2 separate regions of the Mus musculus genome follow, and region 2 is linked to region 1. A link is a contact called in public ChIA-PET data. All regions are on one chromosome and are shown on one strand. The core of a region is the stretch at or near the end of the contact, and the rest is flanking DNA. Distances in the headings are between cores, read along the strand shown.

Region 1 (5,381 bases), core at 1,792-4,291:
TTTGCTCTAGAACTCTGCTGGGTGTATCACTTTACCCACTTTCCAGAGCTAAGAATGGCTTTGAAGGGAGGTTCTAGGTCCAAAAAGCTGCAGAGTTGGCACGTCAACCCTCAGGAAAACTGAGTTCCACTACGATATTGTATTGCTTATGCTCCAAAGACTTTGTCTTGTGAAATGAAAGCAAAGTTTATAAAAGTGACAGGGGCTAAAGTGAGCATAACAACCAGGCTTAGCCAACAGGACCCTCAGCCAGGACTGAGACATAGGCGTGGAATAAAGGCAAGGCTGTCCTCCGCAAAGACCAGGCTTACTCAGCTATTCTCATGGGTATCAACTAGGAAATTTCTAGTCCCTCCCTTTTTGCTGATCTCTGAGACCTGAGACATGGTTTCTTTAGAACCTCTTCAATGGTTAACATTCATACCTGGCTCTGGAAGCCAATCCATTCAGACCTATCACTCACAGACACTCCCTAACATAAGCTAATTTGATGGCTTATGCTTTTGCTAACAAATTCAGTTCTTGATGTTACACTGGACATGTAGGCTCCTTTTAAAAAGTACCTCAGCTAATGTGAAGGCAGGAATGTTGGAAAAAATTCTCTTTGGAATCAAAAATAAAATAGAAAAAAAAGTCCAAGAAAGCTATTCAGAACCAACTTGAAGAATAGGCACATAAACAAAGTACATCACAACTAAACTACTCAATGTAGTGAAGGGGAATTCCTGGTGTATTTGTAACTTTAAATATTAGAAAGTTTCAAGGGTTAGAGCTCAAAACTCTAAAGCATGACCAGAGGATGTTCTGCCGGGCACTCTGTACTTTTAGGATTTCTTCCTCCTCTTTTGCCCTTTTAGCACAGGCTGACCTGATCTGACAAAGAATGTGTGTGACTCAGACCACAGACCGACTAGTTGTGGTTTGAAGGGTGTCACTTCAGAATTCTAATCTCCTTTGTCATGGACCATCCCTGGGGATTCCAAAGTATTACTAGCCATAAAGGAACTCCCCATCTCAATGAACCACAGCTCCCAATAAGAAATGAGCAACTTATGATAGTGAAAATGGGACATTCTAGAGGAATTAACAAAGAGTAAAGCCAAATCAAATCTGTTAAATGCATTACTGACCATATTAGGAAAAGACACACAGGTGACAGACAAAAGGCTTTACAAGAAACGAACTGCATAATGTTTTTTTGGAAAACCTACTTAACAAAGTGCTTGTTATCACTTTTTCCTAATAGGACATGGTGGAAGAGAGTACATTTTTTTTCAACTACAACAAGGATGGATTATTCTAGTGTGGGGTTCAAAATTAACCAGAGGCATGTCTTAGTTAGAGTCAAGTTTCATAAACATTTACACACACTTATTGTGTGCCACCTTGTGCTAAGAAATATTAATGATCTGTCAAAGCAAGGTCTTTTCCTTCAGATATCCTACTATTCAGCAGACAAGTCCATACTATAGTCACAGGAATTTTAAGTACTGCATGGGGTATCATGTCCCTCTTAATACTCTGTTCTATCTTCAGCATGTATGAGATGGTCAGGGATGAGTGACGTCTTCATCTCATCCAAATATTTCTTCAGTATCAGCTGTTATGTGTGGTTGCATATTTATTTTTTAACAACCTATTTCAGGTAGAGGCACAAATCCATATGCTGATCATGCAACAAATAGAGTGCCTGGCACCTAGATAATACAATGTACTTACCTTCAACCCATATGTTTAAACCTTAAGAGGCAACAGAACGGTCAGGACCAGGAAGGAGTCTCTCTGAAAATGCCAAGAGTACTGCTCAGAGCAACAGAGGCCTAAGGTTAGAGTTGATACAAGCAACACTTCCCCAGGTGCTGCTTATCATGCTGAGTGCACAAAGTGAAAATAGTACCAGGCTTCACGCAAGTTGTATTTTTAGAAAGAAAATCACATAGAAAATGCTCGAACTTTTCAGATTCAAAATTCCCAAGTGGAAGGACTAGGGACTTTCTGAAGGGAATTGAACAGCTCGGCTTTATGATCCGACTTTATTTGATCAGCATGTAAAAAGCAAACAAACTCACCTGGTGATATAGTTAGGTAATATACCGAAATCACCTCTGTATGTTCGTAAATTCATGAGTGACATCAAGTAGTGACCTGCAGCACCTGTGGCTTCTGCTGCCTTTACCTCCACTTGCAGGGCAGGACTCCCCGGACTCCTCATAAAACACTGAACTGAGCGAATTCTGGACAAAGAGGGGGCAGGAATTTGAAAGGAGGAAAGAAAAGAGGGGGGGGGAGGGGAAGGAAGTAGAGGAAAAGAGGGATCCTGAGAGAGAAGGATTGGTGAAAAAAGAGAGAGTAAACTCTGTGGGCATCAGTATGGGGAAGCTGGGATTGTAAGTAGAGGGATTTGTGAAACTTTTAGGACTAAATTTGATATCAGGAGTTAAAATGAACCCATTTAGTATTTCCTAAACTTGCCTACTTATAAGAATAAAAATCTGCCTTGTCAGATGGTTTGCTCTGTTAAATGTTTGTTATACCAGCATGAGGACCTCAGTTGTAATCTGAAAACTGGTTGGTAGAGACAGGAGGTCTCTTGCTGCCTGACCTGTCTATCCAGTTGGTAAGCTCTGAGTTCAGTAAAAGACCTTATCGAGAGAGAGAGAGAGAGAGAGAGAGAGAGAGAGAGAGAGAGAGAGAGAGAGAGAGAGAGAGAGAGAGAGAGAGAGAGAGAGAGAGAGAGAGAGACAGAGCGAGAGAGACAGAGACAGAGACAGAGAGAGAGCGCATGCATTACAAGAGTTAGTTCAATTTTCTGATTTGAAAGAATTCTAACAATCTCTACTGTTCACAAACAGGCCTTGCTAATTTGTATCATCAAGGAGGCTGACCTAATTGATTCACTGTGTTCCAGTGTGTACTACTCAGCTTGTCTGATTGATGTCGTTCTCTCACAGTGATTTTCTCTTTAAGTCCTGTAGGGAGTGGCTCTTGGTGGTAAAATCCTGTTTCCCAATTGGTTCTTGATCTATCAATAAAGATGCCAGGGGCCAATTGCTGGGCAGAAGGAAAGAGGCGGGACTTCCATGTCCCCTGCAGTAGAAGCTAAAGATATGCAATGAGAGGAAGAGAGATTTTGCCATGCTTCAGAGGGAGAAAAGGCCATCAGCCATGTGAGATCTAGGGTGAAGTGGCCATTAGCTACTTCCCCAACTGGGCCTGGGGTAGGAACTAAAGCTGAGGGCAGATTTAGGGTGCTAAGAGTATTGGAAAAGGCAATCTAGCCATGGGAGATTAGAAGCACCCAGCAACTGAGCCAATAAGGCAGGTTGAAAAATAAGCGTGTGTGTGTGTGTGTGTGTGTTTCATCCGAGGATCCAAGAGAACCTGGGTGGGGCTGATAACACAGTCCACCCAGAGCTTAAAGCAGGGTAGCAAAAATTACATGCTACAAAGCCCTGTCCTGCACTTCTCTACATTTTCCCTCTTGGAGTCTCATTTACATAACATTATACATGTATGGTGGCAAAACCACTGAATTTTGTAGTCTGAATGCCTGCCAGAACACTAGTCCATGCCACCCTAGGTAGTCAAAATGCTTAAGCTTCTGTGAAAAGCTATGTCCATTGTCAGAACTGTTAGAACTTTGGAAAGAGAAAGTGATTTTATCAAGAAAACCTAAAAAGCAAAACCAAACAAAATCTTGAGTCACGGAATATGCCTGATGTCTGGAGTCAGAGAATATACCCAAGGAAATAAAAAATCTCACGTTCGCAGTCCTACAGACTCAGAAGATATATGCCTGCCTTGAAAGAGGTTGTTTTCCACGTGGAAGTTTTCATGTATTATGGGTGACATTCCTGTATGTTGGTGCCTGGCTGCATTAGTCAGATCTCACTCTAGTGACACCCCTGAGGCAATTAACTCACAAAGAGAAAAGTTGTCCTGGCTCACAGCTTTTGTGGCTTTGGCCACATTTAGTTCTCACTATTGCTTTGGGACTGTGGAAGTATCAAGTGGTGGCTGGAGTGTACAACCGAGCAAAACCACTCCCTTCACCATCCAGAAAGGAAAGGCAGAGAAAGGGGAGCACGGTCTATATCCTCAGTGATCTTATGGCTTCCTACTACGCGTCACATCACAGAGGCTCAGTGATCAATGGTGCTGCTCAGGGACTAAGCAGCTAACACTGGGTCTGTGGAAAAACACTGATGATCCTAACTAAAGCCCTGCGTGTGTAAATTCACTACTCCAGGTTACTACTTTCTTACTACGTGAAGAAATTTACACATTGTTTTATTTGTATGCTTTCCATAACTAGCCAAGTGCTTTGCCTGTACCACTGTGCTGTTGTTGAACTAGTAGTACGCATGGACTTATAAAAGACAGAACCTTAATCCTTACCTTTAAGGAAATTATAGTTAAGTGGAGTAATAGACATGTGACTAAATATATATCATGCTAAAATGTACATATGTTTAAAGATTCTCTAAGAACGTTGAGAAGCATATGATGAGTAGACAGAAAAGTTGTTTGTAGAGAGATGACATGTGTATGCATGTGTGTGTGTGTGTGTATGTATGTGTGTGTACACCTGTGTGTGTGTGTGTGTATTGCATGTGTGTGTCTGTGTGTATGTGTGTGTGCGCATGCACCTTTGTGCATGTGTGTGCACGTGTTTGCACATGTATGTGTGTATGTGTATATGTGTGTGTGCATGTGTGTGTGTTGCTTCAATCACACCCAGGGCCACTCACATGTTAGAAAAGCACTGTACCACCAAGCCACGTCTACAACACTGGCTATGTTTAGTTGGATAAATATAATGACACTAAGGAGTATATTTCTTATCACTTTATGTACTTGTTTTCTTCAGTCTCATCCATTCTCAGGCTATAAAAACAAATGTGTGCATATAAGGAAGTTAAAATATTAATGTGTATCACTGACTGTCTAAAAATTATTAACTTTTGACTATTTGAAGCCTGAAGTACAGTTTCTTATAAAAGTAAAATGATGAAATACTATTAGATTTCTTTTTTTTTTTTAAGAATAGCTCAGTTAGTACACAACACTGCTGCTATACTATAGTTACATAATAATAGAGCAACTGAACTAGAAATGTGTTGCATGTCGTTTTGCTCTACAACTTTTTGTCCCGGGATTGGCCACCCTCTGGAGCCCCCACCCGGCTTCCTTTTTGTTCCACTCCTCTTTGCTCTGAGAAGTGATCATGCTACCAATCCTCTTCCAGCTCCCCTGAATCTGAGGAACACACACACACACACACACACACACACACGCGGTTTGTTACTTTATAACTTGCCTTCTAGGCACAATTGCTGGATGCTACTATCTCCTGCCTGAAAAGGCGTGCTCTTACCAGT
Region 2 (5,381 bases), core at 1,519-4,018, 170 kb before region 1:
AATCCTGCCAATCCATGAGCATAGGAGATCTTTCCATTTTCTGAGATCTTCTTCGATTTCTTTCTTCAGAGACTTGACTCATTCACTTGTTTGGTTAGAGTCACACCAAGATATTGTTTGTGACTATTTTGAAGGATGTCCTTTCCCTAATTTCTTTCTCAGCCCATTTATCCTTTGAGTACAGGAAAGCTACTTATTTGTTTGAGTTAATTTTGTATCCATTTGATTTTATTTGATATTAGAATGACTACTTCAGCTTGTTTCTTGGAATCATTTTCTTGGAAAATTATTTTCCAGCTCTTTACTCTGAGGTTTTGTCTGTGTTTGACACTGAGGTGTGTTTCCTGTATGTAGCAAAATGCTGGGACCTTTTTACATATCCAGTCTGTTAGTCTATGTCTTTTTATTGGGGAAATGAGTTTATTGATGCTAAGAGATATTAAGGAATAGTGATTGTTGCTTCCTCTTATTTTTGATGTTATTTTTATGTTTGTGTGGCTATCTTTTTTTGGATTTGTTGAAAGAAGATTACTTTCTTGCTTTTTCTAGGGTGTAGTTTCCCTCCTTGTGTTGGAGTTTTCCATCTATTATCCTTTGTAGGGCTGGATTTGTGGAAAGATATTGTGAAAATTTGATTTTGTCATGGAATACCTTGTTTTCTCCATCTATGGTAATTGAGAGTTTTGCTGGGTATAGTAGCCTGGGCTGACATTTGTGTTCTCTTAGGGCCTGTATGACATCTGCCCAGGATCTTCTAGCTTTCATAGTTTCTGGTGAGGAAAAATATATTACTTGACATTTTTTCTTACCGCTTTTAATATTCTTTGTTTGGTGCATTTGGTGTTTTGACTATTATGTGATGGGAGGAATTTCTTTTCTGGTCCAATCTATTTGGAAGTTTATAGGCTTCTTACATGTTTATGTGCATCTTTTTCTTTAGGTTTTAAGCAAGTTTTCTTCTATAATTTTGTTAAAGATATTTACTGGCCCTTTAATTTGGGAATCTTCACTCTCTTCTATACCTACTATCCTTAGGTTTTGTGTTCTCATTGTGTCCTGGATTTCCTGGATGTTTTGGTTTAGGAGTTTTTTGCATTTTGCATTTTCTTTGTCTGTTTTGTCAATGTTTTTTATTGTATCTTCTGCACCTGAGATTCTTTCTTCTATCTCTTGTGTTCTGTTGGTGACGCTTGCATCTATGACTCCTGGTCTCTTTTCCAGATTTTCTATCTCCAGGGTTGTTTCCCCTTGTGATTTCATTATTGTTTCAATTTCCATTTTTAAATCCTGGATGGTTTTGTTCAATTCCTTCACCGGTTTGGTTATGTTTTCCTATAACTCTGTAAGGGATTTTTGAGTTTCTTCTTTAAGAGCTTCTACCTATTTACCTGTGTTTGACTGTATTTCTTTAAGAGAGTTCTTTATGTCCTTCTTAAATTTCCCTATTGTCATCATGAAATGTGATTTTAAATCAGAGTCTTGCTTTTCTGGTATGTTGGGGTATCCAGGGCTCACTGTGCTGGGAGAACTGGGTTCTGATGATGCCAAGTAGCCTTGGTTTCTATTGCTTATGTTCTTGCCCTTACCCCTCAACATCTGGTTATCTCTGATGTTAGCTGGTTTTGCTGTCTTTGACTGTGGCTTGTCCCTCCTGAAAGCCCATGTGTCAGTACTCCTGGGAGACCAGTTCTCTCTGGGAGGAATTTAGGTATGGAGAGCTGTGGCACAGGGTCAGCTCTGAGATGCAGATAGAAACTGTCTCTGCCTGTTCCTTGGTTCCTGTGTCCTGATGGCTCTGGGTGGGTCCCTCTTGGGTCAAGAATTTGAGCAAAAGGGGTGGTTTTACCTGTGCTCACAGATGTTTGGGCACTCCTGGGAGACCAGCTTTCTCCTGGCATTATTTGGATATGGAGAGCTGTGGCACAGTATCAGCTCCTGCTGCAGACTGAAACTGAAAGGATCCTGTCCCAGGCTGTCCAGCATATACTCTTAACCACTGAGTATCTCTCCAGCTTCACGTATAAAACTTTCAAAAGAAGGTGTATGTAATACATAGGAAAGATGGTCTTACAGGAACATTTAGGTGTTACAGCCATACTGGTTTCTAATAATGCTGTGGGATAGACTCAGGTCATCATGCAGGGCAAGTGTAATCAGCCTGTACTTTGGGGCCTCCAGAGAAGAGGCATGTAAGGAGCTCTTACAAAGGCTCTAAATCTATCTCTGTACAAAACGCTGTCTACGATGGAGTAACTTGCACGTGTACACTCACATGTCTCTTGGCAATAGGAGAGCCTTCGGAGAAATTTGCAGTTAAGTTTGCTGTCTTGCCATGGTGCAAATGCACATCTGAACTCACACAGACCTAAGTGGTAAAGGCCTAAGTACCACACGCCTGTATGTACAGACCCATCACTCACTCAGTTTCAGACTGTAAATGATTCTGAAGTCATTAAGAACTACCCAGAGCTTGCAGCAAACACATTATCATAGTTCCATCTAGCCTTTTCAGTGAACATTACAAACAAGCCTTTCGCTCTTGATCATCATAGTGGCTAGAGGAAAAGGGCTTCACTATTTGTAATCTACACAGGTCACTGATACTATCTCCATAGCTGATAGTTTCTTCTGGGATGTTGCTGCTGTCACTGCCTTCATGAAGCAGATTTTTAAATAGCTGTTATCATTTTGCTCCTGTTCTTGGAGGGTCACAGCTGAAGTAGACCATGACACGCCCACCTGATGAGCAATGCAAACCACTGATTTTTACTTTCAGTTTTGTTTTCAGTTCACTCCATGGGTCTCTTACTGGCAATGTTAGCAGCCAGTTTCTGTGTCATGATGAAGAAACTAATGTGAGACCAAATTAGACACATGTGAAAATAATGTCCTCAAGCTATGTGGTGACACCACAAACCCGAAGCTGCTGCCTGCCACTGTCATGAGTGTGGTCTGTCTCTGACAGAAATGACATTATGTGATGTACAGTTGTTCTCAGTACTCCATTTCATAAATATGTGCAAGTGCTGTGAATAAAGCTATAGTATAATTCATCTAAAACCTTTATGGATGTTGTGGCACTTCCAAATATTGTGAACTTGTCTATTAATACGTATTGACAATTTAGGTGGCACAGAAAAGGTCGGTGTGCTGAAGTAAATGGGAGTCTCTGAAGGGAACTGAAGAGAGGAGAAATGCTCTGACCCACTGGCTCAAGCTATGGAGGCTTGCTTCCTGGCTGATGGTCTCTAGAGGTGACACCTGAATCTTGAAAATACTTCATGAGGTCTGGGTTTGAGATTCCAGAAGTGTGTCCCGGAAATACGTCATGAAGACTAGGTTCTGAAAGACTGTTCTCTTCGTTGCTTCTAGCCCCATTCCCTTTGCTTCTTGTCCCACAGTGGTGTGAGGACCCTCTGTTACTCATTCCCACCACACTGTTCTACACTGTCTCTGAAGGACTGAAACCATATGAAGGGAGTCAAAATACAAATTTCCTCCCTTGTTGCTTTTCTCAAGAATTTTTTTTTCACAACAAGGAAAGAGCAACTTATGAAGACAGAGGAAAACATTGCTGCTGTTTTGTTTTGTTTTGTTTTTCAGAAAACAAGCACCTGTGTTTGATATCCCTTAGATGGTGTCTGTTGAGAATTAGTGAGTGTTACTGTTAAAAAAGAGGAGTCTATCTTGCAGCCTGACTGGAACCTGAGCTGACCCATCCCTGAGTGTCAGCCTTCTTAATTACATGCTTGAAATAAAAAGTTAATACCACTGAGGTAGATAATTCTAAACTAACTTTAGAAACATTCTATGTTTAATAGCTGGTTACATTTACTAGAAACAACACACAATTAATAATGTAATTACAGGTCACCTCACTAAAGCAATATATTTTATGAGGAAGTCTTTTCGGTTTGTTAGAGTAAATTGTATGCGTTAAGCAAATTTCAAAGAATTAATATATCAGGATTATATATTATAAGCAATAAAATTATGTTTTAAAATATCAGGTGAAAAGAGTCAATGGATTTCATATATACAGATAAAAACCAGCTTAAAAATACTTTTAAAAACTTTCATTTACAATGGAATTAAGAGATTAAATACTTGAGAATAAAAATAAGAAAACAAGGGGATGGAGAGAGAGCTCAACAGTGACAGCATGGGCTGTTCTTTCAGAGGCCCTAAGTGTCTTCCTGGCCCCCACGCTGACGGGCTCAGCTGTCTGTACCCCAGTTCCAAGGGATCTAGTGACTTAAGTCTGAAGATTTAGTGAAATTCCAATAAAACAAGTCCCTGCTCACTTCAAATGCTTCAACTCGATAAATGAACACTATTGTTCGCATGGAAAACTACACATGCTAGGAAAACACTGAGAAAGAAGAGACGTGAGGTGGAGTGTGGTGGAGATCGCAGCCCAGCCCTGACCTTCAACCACAGCACAGCCTTTGTCTTGAACACAAAGCGTCATCAGCACATGAACAGAAGGAATGCAAAGCTCACGGATAGAACGTCTAGAGCGTGGTGGGGGGTGGGGTGGGGCGGGGCGTGTTTATCCTGAGTCTTTTAGGTACAGATGGAGCTTGTTCTCTGATTAAGAAACAGTTTCCTTTATTTTCATCTTTTAATAAATGATACTTAATCTTATCAAACTGTAGTAAGTGGCATTATTTCTTTTTGGTGCAAGATTTTTGATGAAAGACTTTAATGTGGGTTTTTTGATTTTTTATGTGTGTGTGGGGGGGTGGAAATAATTTTAATTTATTTTTACTATTAAGCAGGTATTCATTATAGAAAATGATAGGTTTTATTATAACAAATTATCCAATAAACACAGTGGTACAATTAGAAAAATATTTGGAATAAAGATAAAACTATGTCCACTTGTCAGAGTTACAAAGATAAACTCCAAATGGAATAAGAATTCTATCAACTTGACAAATTCCAGAAGAACTCAGAGTGAGATCTTCTAAAAGCTGATTGTTGACTGAAGGCTCTCAACTTCAATTTAAAATTCAAATGCGGCCAGGCAGTGGTGGTGCTTGCCTTTCATCCCAGTACTTGGGAGGTAGAGGCAGGCGGATCTCAGAGTTTGAGGCCAGCCTGGTCTACAGAGTGAGTTCCAGGACAGCCAGGGCTATACAGAGAAACCCTGTCTTGAAAAAAACAAAACAAAACAGAAAAAAAAAATTCAAATGCAAAAGAGCAAACACAATAAATCTAATTACAAAAACTAATGCTAAAATCATAAAAGTTAAATAACAAACTAAGGGAAATGATTTAAGGTACATATTACAGACAAAAAAGAAAGACTAAAATTATTTTTTTAAATAGCGTAAGACACAATTCATTCCCCTAAAGAGATGTAAATTACCATGTCC

Evidence for each region. ChIA-PET counts read pairs in DNA pulled down with a chosen protein or histone mark.
Region 2: an RNA polymerase II ChIA-PET map of effector CD8 T cells shows a contact between it and region 1, with 42 read pairs. The contact joins two enhancer-like sites. A contact is called at or near these places in 1 of 15 datasets of contacts at CTCF or cohesin (the NIH/3T3 cell line) and 6 of 115 datasets of contacts at active chromatin or transcription factors (bone marrow-derived macrophages, effector CD8 T cells, embryonic stem cells and 3 more).

Annotation. Positions count from the first base shown.
Region 1 is chr10:19,041,736-19,047,116 of GRCm38.p6, reverse strand. No RefSeq gene overlaps it. Among named protein-coding and RNA genes, the nearest start is that of Gm51814, 18 kb to the left of the region's middle. Within about 2 kb of position 3,041, at least 133 of the 459 cell types and tissues checked have an H3K27ac peak or open chromatin away from gene starts, as enhancers often do. A contact at or near this core is called in effector CD8 T cells, where this site is marked.
Region 2 is chr10:19,207,353-19,212,733 of GRCm38.p6, reverse strand. Gm20139 (predicted gene, 20139) reads right to left here. Exons shown (of 4, transcript NR_038021.1): 4 at 4,787-5,381. Among named protein-coding and RNA genes, the nearest start is that of Gm40607, 34 kb to the left of the region's middle. Within about 2 kb of position 2,768, at least 57 of the 459 cell types and tissues checked have an H3K27ac peak or open chromatin away from gene starts, as enhancers often do. A contact at or near this core is called in effector CD8 T cells, where this site is marked.